2 separate regions of the Sus scrofa genome follow, and region 1 is linked to region 2. Evidence: chromatin contacts called from public promoter capture Hi-C data. All regions are on one chromosome and are shown on one strand. The core of a region is the stretch at or near the end of the contact, and the rest is flanking DNA. Distances in the headings are between cores, read along the strand shown. Region 1 holds the start of ADNP (activity dependent neuroprotector homeobox). Region 2 holds the start of PARD6B (par-6 family cell polarity regulator beta).

Region 1 (6,299 bases), core at 1,086-3,585, 160 kb before region 2:
TAATTACTACATTTTCCTGGCCTAATTTGGCTGCTAAAGAAATTTAAAGACTGGTTTTTCCACATGCATTTCTAACAGATCCTACCAGAAATGAATACCAGAGCTTAAAACCTTTGTTGTCAGTTTAAACATTACCTGTCCCCATAGTCGAATCAATAGGACACATTCCAATAAGGGCCTCAACTGTTTCCCTTTTATGCAGAGCTGAACTGCTGGCCCATCACCACCCTCCTTCCTTGGAGAAGTGACTTGTCTCATCATTAATAACAACTAGAAAATTCATCACCACTGATGTAAAATTAGTTTTAAGGTTACATAATACAAATATAATACTTTTTTGGGGAGTGTTTAGATTCTGTTCTTTTTTATCTAAACTCAAAGTTAGGTTTTCGTTAACTATGTGAAGCAGAGCTTAAATTACCTCAGAGAACCCACTATATGGTATTGCCTTCTAGAGAAAGTAGCTTTTACCTTTTTAGTCTTTTTTGTTCTTATTCCTACAGTCATTCGACTTACTGTTGGAATTTACACTAAAGTATTTGAGCAGTGAAAACTTGCACCATTTGGAAGTTATTTAGAAAAGAATTTGGACTGTTTAGATGCATTTTTGTAGTAAATGGTGATTTAAACACTATAAAATCTTTTTAAATATTTACATGTGAATCCAGCATCCCTTTTTACTTTGTAAATGGGGCCAGGGACAAAATCCAGATGTTCTCCCATTGTATTATCGCAGTATGAAATCTAAGTAATATAATATCTAAGGAAAACTAAACAAAAAATTATTTTACATTTTTTATATTTCTTCTTGCCTGTCTTCTACAACATGTAATTAGATCTTTCTTCTTTGTTTCTGTAAATCGAATAGTTTGCCGCCGCCCCCCAACAACTTTTTCTACCTATGTTCTCTTGAAATACTGATTTGGCTTTTTTTTTTTTTTTTTTAATACTCAACAGCAGATGGAAGTTCCAGAGCCAGGGATCAGACCCACGCCACAGCTGCAGCAATGCCAGATCCTTAACCCGATGTACCACAAAGTAACTTCTTGATTTGGCTTTTAAAGATATATTTTATCACAATTCCAGAAATTAATGGAATGCTGTGTTGGATGAAACAGCTTGTTAAATCTTCTGACTGAAGCCTTAGACATATTGGGCTATATGTAACCACCATTTGTACTATTTGCAATTAAATCAGAGTCTTCTGGGATGAAACTTTTCACTTGAAATTTATTGAAACACCAAAGGATAAGTGTATTTACAGAGCACATCTTAACGGGTTTGGTTAAATCCTTCACAGTTGACATTTATTACTTTTCAGTATGTTTAGTAAATGATAGACACTCAGATGCACTCAACTATAAAAAGTGGGTTCAAGAATGTTGAAAAGATAATGTGTTGGTTGGGGTTGACCTAAATTTACCGAAGCCCATGTTATGCTGTCCAGATTGTGTGAGCACCAGAACTGACTGTCTTTGGGACTACAGTCTAAATGTGATTTTAAGGATCTTGCGGAGACCCATGGGCAACATTTCTCATCCTTTAGCTTCACTAGTCCAGTGGCCTCAAAACGATAGGGATCTCACTTGTTTTCTTCAGGCCAAAGATAAGAGCCCATCACTGACTTGGAAGGAAGTCCAGCCCCAGGGCAACAGCTGGCCTTCTGTAAAACGCAGGCCTGTCCATCCAGTAGCCCACCCTACCAGGAAGGGGTCAAGCATCCATGGGGTTGTGTCTCATCTCAAGGTGATGTGTGAAGCACGAGGCCCTCACACCTCATTTAAGGCAGGAGGCGTCCCTGCCCTTCCCCACTGTTGCCCAGCCCCTGAGAGCGCGGGCTTCCCAGCACGTGGAGCCTCGGGGCCGCCCGCACGCCCCCTCCCGCCTGATGTAGTCCAGGCCCAGCTGGGCCCGCGCAGGGATCTCCAGCACGGCCACCTGACTGAGTGCAGGGCGTGCTGCGGCCCGCTGCTGGTGCCTCCGCCGCCAGCGCTGTGGCCAGAGGAAGGCGCCCGCCTTGCACACGGGCCATGGAAGCGCACTGCGGCCATTATCCGCGGCGCCTCCTAGTGGGTCAATGGCAAATCCTCTTGGTTCTCGCGAGAGCTCCCCCTCAGTGGGGATTATATAATTTCCCTTAGGCGGGGATGGGGGTGCTGATGCCACCCTCCTTCAGAAAAAGTTAGGTGCAAGCACAGGTGAGAGTAAGAGTTGTCTCTGGGGGACATGGGGGTAGGGGTACTGTCCCCCACTGCCCCCCCCCACTTAGCTGGACAATGAGTCCTCTTATGCTAATGAGTTCTTACGTCACTTCCGCTCTTTCTCGGCCGCCATTTTGGCTAGGGCAGGTTCGGGGACTCGCTCCGAGGCGCTTGTATTGTCTGCCGAGGGGAGACGCGGGATCAGCCCCCTCCCCCGCTCGTTGCCTCCGCCGCCTCCGTCGGCCCGGTCTCCCCTCCGCCGCCCGCCGGGATCCATGAACTGAACTCCCGCCCCCCGGCCGCCGCCATCTTGTGCCCCCTCCCCCTCCCGCGGGCAGCGCTAAGGGGGATTTTGGCGTCTCCTCAGACACAGCTCCCTCTCTCGGTCCCCGCTGCTGAGGAGCGAGAGGAGCGCGGCCGCCGCCGCCACCCGCCTGCCCGCGCCGGTGAAGCCGCCTCTCCCACACCCTCCGTCTCCTCCCTCCGCCCCTCCTTTGTCTGCACCGCTCGACGACGCCGCCGCCGCCGCCGCCCGCGCGGGGACTGGAGGGAGCCGCTCGCGCCGCCGCCGCCGCCCGCCGCTCTGCTGCGCCCGCCGCGCCCCCCGGCAGCAGCCGCGGCCGCGGCGCGAGCCGGAGCCCGCCGAGCCGGAGCGCGACGAGGCCCCGGGCGCGCCCTCGCCGCCGCCAGCGCCGTGCCGCCGCCATCCGCCCGCCGCCGCCGCCCGGCCCCGGAGCACGCCGGCCCCGCGCGCGCCTCGAGGCCGAGTCAAGGTAAGCCCGGCGCCGACCCGCGCGGCCCGGCCCTGCTCCCGACCCTTCGCCCGCGCGGCTCCCGCCGCCGGCCCCGCGGGCGCATTGTTGTTTAGACTGCCAGTTCTCTGGCCGCACACGCTCTTTTGCACACTCCGGTGCTCAAGGAGCGGCCGCCCCGGCGCGGACCGCTACTCGGGCTCTGCCCCGGGGTCCGGGCGCCTCCTCCTGCAGCCCGACCCCCCTCCCCCGCCCCGTGAGTCCGCGAAGGCCAGCAGCCTGCCCAGCCACCGGAGCTTTTGCAGCTAGTGGCATCTCCCTCCACCCCGCCCCCAGCAAGAACCGAGCTTCTCCCATCCTTGGAACTAATCCTTTTCTCCCCCCTCCCCCCCCCCGCAAACGAGCACCCCACGCATACCCCCAGTGCCTGGGACGAGCCTTCTGCCAGGTCTACCCACCTTTAGTGGGGGGGGAGCGGGGGGGCGGGGAGCATGCATGGCAGGGAGTGAAAGTCTTTGCTTCCCCTGTGCAATCTTCCCTCCCTAACGTGCCAGCTCCCCTCCTATCCTGACCACGGAGCCCTCCGCCACCCCGTTTTCTCAACTGCAGCTGCCTGGTCAGCACAACCTCTTGCGAGCATTCTGAGCCCCAACTTTGCAATAAGATGGTAAAAAATGGAAATCCGGAAAGCTGCGAAAGATTTTTTTTTTTTCAGTGCAATGAATGGGGAGTAGTTCTTTGAGCACCCTTTTATTCACCTCTTTCCTCTGGGCTGCCTGCCTGCCTTCCCCTCCCCCCCAACCTGGATGCCTGTCTGCTTGGAAAAGGCGCGATTGCTTCTCTTCCTCTTCTGCCCAAGACCAAGCGCTAAGGTCTCACATTCTTTTTAGCCACACACGTACCCACACTCATACCCACACTAAGTCTTCTTGATGTTCTTGCATTTCCCAATTCCTCTGGACAGTTCTTGCCCTAACCCCATTTCTCAGACAAAGGCTTAGGAGGGGAAAAACCAAACTGTTTCCTGTGTTTGCCATTTTAATGCTGTCCATCCCCACACACCCAGTTCCTTTCCCTGATGCTTCTTATGCCAGTGTCTTGAACCTTCAAAATGGGGGGGGGAGTCTTCTAGCTTGATACAGTTTCTTTATAAATCTGCATTGTTGCTTCTGGTTTATGGCCATGAAGAAAATACCAGCCCCCACCCAAAATGCACCGCAGCCAAGTCGGCTAAAGGCAGTGAGTGTTGGAGTCAGTAGGGGGCGCATTCCCTGCACTGGGTAAGGCTGCAGAGGGGGGAAGGGCCCCAGAGCTAGAACAGGATGTGCTTCACAGCGCCTTCTACAGACCATGGGAAAATGGACCCAGCAAGACACTCACACTCCTAGTTGGTGAGCTGACAGCAACATGGTGAAGGATCAAGTGAGTCAAGAGCAGTGATTTTATTTCTCTTAAAGAATCTACCTTGCATTTTAGAGTCTAAGGGTCAAAACTGTTGACCCTTAGACAGTCCACGTTTGTTCTTGACGAATCACCTTGGCACATCCTTGGTACACAGATTTTCCCTTCTCTCTGAAATTCTTCCAACTTAAGCTTTGAATGTGTTACTATATCTTTCCAAGGTCAGATGGTAAAAGGGGAGGTTTAAAACCTGAGAGTAAAGGGCTTGGGGTATTGCTGATTACATCCCTCTTCATGGCCCCAATCTTTTCAACTCTTTGAGAGTTAGGAGTCCTTCTTGAGGGATGTTAGATTTTAGTGGGGTAGTAATTTGCATAAGCATGTAGATGAGTGTCATGATTTGCAAAGACTTGTTGGTAAACATCAAGCCCATGTTGAGTTCTTTGTTGTCAAACTCAACAGGGTTGATTGTAAAATTTCGTTTCTTGCCTACTTTGGACTTGTAATTGCCATTTATTATCTCAGCAGCCAACCACCTTTGCAAAATTGTTGACACCAGTCTTCTGTGAGCACCCAACTTTTTAGGGTGTGTTGATTTCTATAGATTTTACTCCTCTTGTTATTTCCATAGGTGTGAGATGCACAATGCGAAACCTAGGCCCCAGCTTTTGCACCATGATGCACAGGGTTGTACTTTTTGTACTGAACTGATAGGTGGCCTAGTGGTTATGCCCTGTACTACCATTTTGAGGATCTGGACTCCGTTCCTGCCTTGCTCTTTGGACCACATTGTCAATTCACACCGGTGGGTATATTCATTTTGGAGGGTGGGAACTGCAGCAACAGGGAAGCCAGAGACTTCTTCCTCTTTGGTCACCACCAAAGCCAGCACTTCCAAAATTTCAGCCTAACCGCATTCCTCTAGGAACCGGTTAGAGCTGGTTGGTTGGAGCTGGTTGCAGACGTGGGTTCTGAACAGAGAAATTACTTGTGGTTTCAGAGAAAAAAAATTTTTTTTAAGTTGCTAATATTCTGCACTCTTGTGTTTAAAGTATGTTACGTATTCAGTTACTGTTATTTTGATGACCCAAACTCAAAAGAGTTGCCAGTCTTTTAAAAATCTTAAAAGATTCTCTGATCAGAACAGGCCTTTCCATGAAAATGTACTTGCTACTGCAGATTGACAGTGATTGTTGCTACTCAAGGGTACTTTTAAGATTTTGTTGCAAGTATGTTATAAAGATACACTGAGTTAAATTCCTGGGGAAATGAATGGGGTATTCTTTGATACATAGTTAACCAGTTGGTGCTTAAGGGAGAATTTACATTGGACACTTTGCTACCAAGTAACATTTTGGTTAGTGAAAAGGAGGTGGCTTGGTTCCATTAGAGACTTAACTATATTGCTTTCACAACTTTTTTAGTAGTTACAAGAATCAGATTATAAACTAAATGGTGTTATTTGTAATTTTTAAATACTACTTAGTATTTGGTAAACAGATGTAATTTTGACCTGAATTTGTTTTTGATACAGTTACTCAAGTTTTTAAGTAATTTGAATATCATTTCTTCTTTGAGGATGTATTTGAGGTGAAGTTTGTGAAGGGGCTTTTGTTTAATTTAGTAAATTATACTTAAGATACAGTGTTATCTGATGTCCTTAGTGGTAATAGCCATTTTCCCTCTACAGGAATACTTGCTGTGAGCCCCTAAAAAGCATATATTCTGCAGTTTCAAAGATTTCCTGATTGTGGCATGAAAAAAAAAAAAAAACTATTGGGCTTGAAGGCTGGAATTTTGGTAAACTGTGAGGGTTCGTTAAAAAGCCTCAATTCACTAGAGGGTGGAGAATGGGTATTCTGTTTAATTGAACATTAAGTAGTGTCTTTCTTTGTCTTGGCCCTTGTTGAAAATTTCCTAACACTGCCTTACTAGAGGCTGCTAT
Region 2 (6,361 bases), core at 3,174-5,673:
GGCACAGTCCTGGGCCCTAGAGAAAGCAAGGCTCGGGCCTGCACCGGAGCTCACCAATTAGTGCATCAAGAGAATAATTAGACGAGCGGTTTGAAGGGATCACACAAACAGGGAGGATGACACTTCCTTCAGGCCCAATGCTTACCTTCGCAATTCCCATTCTCAGGTCTGCTTCCCTACTCTACAATGACACCTCTGCTCTCCAAATGCCAAACTAAGTGGTCCTTATTCAGCATGAAGGACTGGCTTCCTCCAGTCCATAATACACAGGATCTGTGACTTCCTAGGGGAGTAGCCTGGCATTGCCTTGAACATGAAAACCAAAGAAAGGTTAATCAGCCTTCCTCAAAAAGTGTCGCGGTCACACACGTTTGGGAAATGCTACATAACTAAAATCATGCTCTCAGGAATCACTGTGGAGATCAGCTATCAAAAACTCTGTGAAGTCCTGTGGTTGATTAAAACAAAAAACAACAAAAACTTTTCCCCCCTTTTCAGCCACACTTGAGGCACACAGAAGTTTCCCAGCCAGAGATGACATCTCAACCACAACTGCCACATATGCCACAGCTGTGGCAACACCAGGCTGGGGATTGAATCAGCACTGCTGCATATAATGCTGGATCCTTAAGCCACAATGTCACAGCGGGAACTCCCAAAACAAAAAAAATTTTAAACAAATGTTTGCCAAATGTGTTTGACCACTGAACTTGTTTTTCCTCTTAATATCTATTATTGGCAAGAAACACTAATGTACACTAAGACAGCCTTCTGCATGGAGCAGTCTCTAGCAGAATAATTTGCTCAGGTTACAATGTGTCAATTCATCTCCCAAGGACCCCATGGGATCTCTGGATTCAGTGCTGTTGCTACATCTATGAAGTTCATCTGCTTTGCTTACCCCAACACTACCCACTAGTTTTAAATTAAAATAAAACTTACTAAAACCGCCTCTTACTTCTAATAAATTAAAAGTTTCCAAAACACATTCCTGAAACATAAACACTAACATTTGTCAAGAAAATAAGGTGACTCATACTTAAAGCTCTCAAAAAGTTTAGTCACACCTTCACGTTTCAAAGTAAGTAACAACTTGGGAACACCCTTGTTATCAGTTTGTCTTATGATGTTATCCAAAGTCATAGTTTCTCCTCCATTTTCTTCATTCTGGTATCACAATATCCTAGTGCTTTCTGATTCACCCCAGGGTTTATTACTTCCTCTGGTGAATGGGAGTAAGTTCTATTAACTGAACATTTTAGGGCTTCAGTGTTTTTGCTGAAGCTTTTGGATAAAAATTCTTTGCTCAACATTTTTTTCTCTCGCTTAAACATTATGATAAAAACAATGGAAAATTGTATGGCTTCACAATAAATGTGCCCTTCTGCAATGTTAGCAGAAAAAAAAAAAACGAGAGAAATTGTTATGCTTCTTGCAGCAAAACAAAAGGACTAAGAGAAGTTTTTACTACATTTAGAAAATACTAAAATAAAGACCCAATCAACAATAATTCACTATGTGAACCATTTACATTTTTTAGCCCTGTGTAGCTTGTCCTAGCCACCTAGAATGTGTGTGGACATCCGTCTCCCGGCATCTTTTGGTATGTTCTAGAAATGCAAACAATTTTAAGATTCTGTTTGCCCACAAATAATAACTAGGAAATGTACAGACCAAAGACTATTCCAAGTCTTTAATAACCCAAGGTTATTAAAGGACACCACCTTGCTTATTGATTAAGAGCTTTTCCAACTCTGGAGAAACAGGATGATACATCAGTTACCAAAGTCACATGGTAACTGGCATCGCAACTTAACTATAGTTATATTTGTATTATCCATTACTTGTGCTATTTTCCCTTTCCATGAGCAAAGATAATAAAGTTGATACTGTTTTCTGTGCAGAAGAAAAAGATCCTGAAAGGTGATCTGGACATCACCTAGTTGTGGTTACAAGCTCCTGGAGAACAACTTTGTAAAAAGTTGTGATATCACTAAGGTAGTGAAAAAGGAAGTATTGTTTCACACATCTGTCCAAATATTTTTTAAAGGGCAAAGATGCCAGGTGTTTTATTTAATCCATTAAAAATAAATGCATATTTAAAACACAAGGTGTCAGGACACACTAGAAACAGCACTGTGCCTATTTATCAAGAGCTGGAACTCGAGTGGGACCTCACTTCATGAGATGCAGGTTCTCAGAATGCCTTAATTCTATTTAAGAGACATGATTCACTAGAATGACAAGTAAAATACATAGTATGGGAAAAAAATCACAGATCAGTTGACAGAAGAGAAGGGCAGTAAGCCTGAAATTCCAGTCCCCAAGACCTCAAGGTTTCCGAGTCCCAGAGATAAATTACTACTTGACTGTATTTATCAGTGCACCTAGAAGCCTTACTCATTTTTTTCCAATGATAAAAAATTAAAGACTTGCTACCACGATTAGGACCGCAAACTGAATTTCAAGATTATGCAATATCATAAGTGTTTTTCTTTTCTTAACCTCAACTCCTACAAACCCAAACTAGATTTAAAACAGAAATGCCATGAAAAGGTTCAAGCTCTGGGCACGGAACCACTACCACCACTACACTAGAGGGAAAGTTCTATATATTTTGAGTTATTCTTAACTTAGTTCAAGCATGTTACTTCAATTTGCTATGGCAGTTCCATGGGGGACACTGGAAAGTGTATTCCTTAAACTGCCATAATTACATTTATACTCTTATTAAGCAGAACAGTTTCTGAAACTAGTGCCTATTCTGATACACGAGTTAGGTTGAAAATTACATTTTAAAATAATGTTAATAATAAGTGTAGGAGTTCCCGTCCCGGAGCAGTGGTTAACGAATCCGACTAGGAACCATGAGGTTGCGGGTTCGGTCCCTGGCCTTGCTCAGTGGGTTAAGGATCTGGCGTTGCCATGAGCTGTGGTGTAGGTTGCAGACGCGGCTGGGATCCGACACGACGTTGCTACGGCTCTGGCGTAGGCCAGTGGCTACAGCTCCGATTAGACCCCCTAGCCTGGGAACCTCCATATGCCGCGGGAGCGGCCCAAAGAAATAGCAAAAAGACCAAAAAAAAAAAAAAAAAAAAGTGTAGATATTCTTAGCGCAATGATCTCAGTTACAGCAATTTACAGAACTTTACTTATCAACTCTGGATAATAGAAACCATTCTATCCACAGGCTCCAGGGAGCCCTCCTTACTCTACTGCACTGAAAATCACCCCTTGATTTTGCATTCTCCTCCTGTAATCTTACATTCAATGATATTTCATTATTTTTTAAGTTGATACGGTTTTACTTTTCTCCTCTTCCTTCATGTGTTTTGATCTTCCCAACGCCACATGTTGCCCGGCCCCTGTTCTCTTTTGCAGTCTCTGAAGCCTACACCTTATCCTTAAAAAGGCTTTAAGATTTTGTCATAAAAAGCAGAGCTTGTCGAAGTCATAACCTTTCTGAGCTCCTCATGTTCCTGGAGAATCAGACTAGATTATCTAAGTCCCTTTTGGCTCTTCGATTCATGTTTGGGGGTGGGGCGGGGGATCATCTTCAAATTCCAGCTCAAAACTCCCCTTGGAAAGCATTCCCTTACTAATCTCATACGCTATCCTGCTCAGGGAGCCTTGCAGTTTAGGAATTCCGTGGCTACCGAGGTAATTATCAGCAGACTGACATACCGTTGGTCGAGAGTGAAAACACTTGACGTGAAAAGGTAGCATGATGGAATGAAAAGAGCACCCAGATTCAAACTGTAAAGGGCTAACGAAAGTAGAGATTGTGTTAATTTTATAGATTAAATGCATGCCAAAGTTAGAGCTAGAAAAATCCCTAGCAGGAGGCAAAGCTAACTTTAGAAGGGCTCTTAAGTTCCCTGGGCTCTCTCACCACTACTCGATGCACCCTTGAACCACAGGAAGAGGTAACATTTTGTGACCATGGGTGTTCTAAATACCCTTTACTCATAGGCCAGGAGATAGAATTCCTCCAAATGTTTCGTACCACGCTCCGCTCAAACGTCTCCCACCCTCGGGTAGACCTCGGCCCTTGCTCCCATCCTAGAACAGGAACGATTTTTATGGAAGGAGACTGGTCTTTTTCCTACCTGGAGCAGGGGCAGACACGATGCCCCCACCCTCGCCCCCTTCTCAGCAAGTTCATTACCCACTTTCTTCTACCTACAAAACCCACCACTGCGTCCCCTACGCTCTCAAGCCCCCGGGCAGCTCCTAAGGCCGGCCCTGGCCAGCCCCTGGCCTCCCCCAGGCCCCAGTCGGTCCCCTTCATCCCCACAAGGCCCCGGCCCCAGTCCCCATCTAGCTGGCCGCTCCGCCCAGCCCGGGCCCCGCGCACCTTGCTCTTCACCTCCATGGTCCCTAGGCAGCCGCTGCCCGCTCCGTGCCGGTGGCTGCGGTTCATCCTGAGGCCGGGCCCCTCAGCGGCCTCCTCCAGCGGGGCCGCCCCTGGAAGCGCAGGGAGCTAGTGCGCGGCGGGTGGAATCGCGACGCGGCTGCGGCCCGGGCGCCTCCTCACAGGCACCTGCAGAGGGGCGGCCGCAGCTCGGGTTTCTGCGCAGAGCTCCGCTCGACTGGATCCTCACGCGGCGGAACCAAGGGTCGGACTGGCGGCGCTGCAGGCGGGGACGCGACTCCCTCCCTCCCGGCCTCCGCGGCGGCGGAGACGCTGAGAAGGAGGAGGAGGCGGAGCAGAGGAGACAGGCGCCGCAGCCTCGCTCCCGGCCACCTCCCCCGCGAGCCCGCGCGCGCGCGCACTCGAGCCGGGCAAAAGCCGCGGCTCGTGCGCGCGCTCACCTGCAGCCTCCGTAGACGCCTTGGCCGCTCGCGCTCCGCCCACACCCAATGGGAAGCGCGCACCTGCGCCCTCAGCGCCAACCAATTGATACACGCCTCGCGAAGCGCATGGGCGGGCCGCCTTCTCGAAAATCCCGCCTACCGCCGTACAATTGGTCCCGCGTTGCGAGGGAGGGGCGGGATCACCTGAAGCCTTGGGCCTCCTCTCTCGACCAAGCAGGAGAGCTGGAAAGCGCATGCGCGCGCTCTGGAGTTTCCGCCCCGGGACCGCTGGCCGGAAGCGTGAGCGCACCTGGAGACGAGCTAGGGCGGGTTGGCCGTTTGCGCACGCGCAGGCGCGCGCCGCGTTGCCTTGCACCCGGCCGGAGCTCGCGCCCGGGTGATTGCGGAGGCGCGGTGGGGCTGATAGGTTTGTGCTGTCCCTTCCCTTCCACTTTGGGATGCTGCAGCCTGCAACAATGCCCCTCCAGCACCCATATACGTCGTTTAGGCTTCTGGCTGCAACTCTGATTGCAAAATTCAAGTTTCTCGCCTCTGCAGCAGTTACTGGGCAAGAATCTCAGGGGCTCTCCTGACTTAGTTTTGTTAGTAAAGACTCTTCAGTCCGTCAGATCCCAAGGGGTTGAGTGGGCACTAGAACGGAGGGCTGAGGCCATGGATGGCTTCTCGAAGGTCCGGCAGAGAGTACTTCTAGATCAGCCTTCCAGGGCTTTCCTTTTTATTTTTTTTTTTAATCTCTGAAGTTTCCCTCTCCCTCTGGCCGTTTCTGGGCTATTCGCTTTGTGCACCAATGACTGGATTGTGTTCGTTGTCTCCCCACCCGGCAGATAATAAATGACTGAATCCGTCTCTCTAAATGCCCCAGAACTGGCTTTCTCCTCACAGGAACCCTGTTCAGCACTGGCCCTGCTAGGGCGGTGAGGAGACCCCCAAGGCCCCCACCCACCTGCAGAGGGGCTCCCAGCAGCACTGCTGCTCATCAAAATCATTGGAACCCTCCATCAGCTGGACCTGGGCTTGCGGTTGGGATTTCTAACCTGAGCCGGCCAGGAAGAGCTGGTTAGGGTGCTTGATTCCACCCGAGTCCCCAGGGCCTTCCTCCTCTATCTACTGCCTCAAATCCCTCTTAACACTTTGCACCCCTCCTTCCCAGCACTTGTGTCAGGTTCCAGTTTCCTGAGTGTTTTGCGAGTAACCTGCCTCTGCCCCAGAATGAGCGCTCGGAGAAGGCAGGGATCACATCTGCTTTGCTCCCTCTGGAGCAGTAGCGCCTGCCTGACTTGGCAGGTCCTCGGATACGTCTCTGCAGGAGGCTGCCTCCAAGGAGGGTGGTTTCTCTCTATGAACTTTGCCCCGCCTTGGTTCAGAGGGAAGAAGCCCACCGTTCCCCCAGGGGTTCAGTTCACCAAATGTTCCAGGAGGAAGTTAAGGTTTTTCTGGCTATTTTGGGTGGGAAAGGACACCACCCCAACCGGAACAATAATAAAGCTGCCTCTGTGCCCCTTGTTCAAAAGCACCTACTATGTGACAAGCTAAACTGGAGATG

Evidence for each region. Promoter capture Hi-C pulls out the DNA fragments that hold promoters and counts their contacts.
Region 1: a promoter capture Hi-C map of liver shows a contact between it and region 2, with 2.3 times the contacts expected there. The contact joins the promoter of ADNP here to the promoter of PARD6B in region 2. A contact is called at or near these places in 1 of 5 promoter capture datasets (liver) and 2 of 47 Hi-C or Micro-C datasets (liver and skeletal muscle).

Annotation. Positions count from the first base shown.
Region 1 is chr17:52,346,768-52,353,066 of Sscrofa11.1, reverse strand. ADNP (activity dependent neuroprotector homeobox) reads left to right here and starts at 2,335. Exons shown (of 4, transcript NM_001123071.1): 1 at 2,335-2,974. It also overlaps a transcript of DPM1 not described here.
Region 2 is chr17:52,193,422-52,199,782 of Sscrofa11.1, reverse strand. PARD6B (par-6 family cell polarity regulator beta) reads right to left here and starts at 4,423. Exons shown (of 3, transcript NM_001130532.1): 1 at 4,358-4,423. The coding sequence starts at 4,423.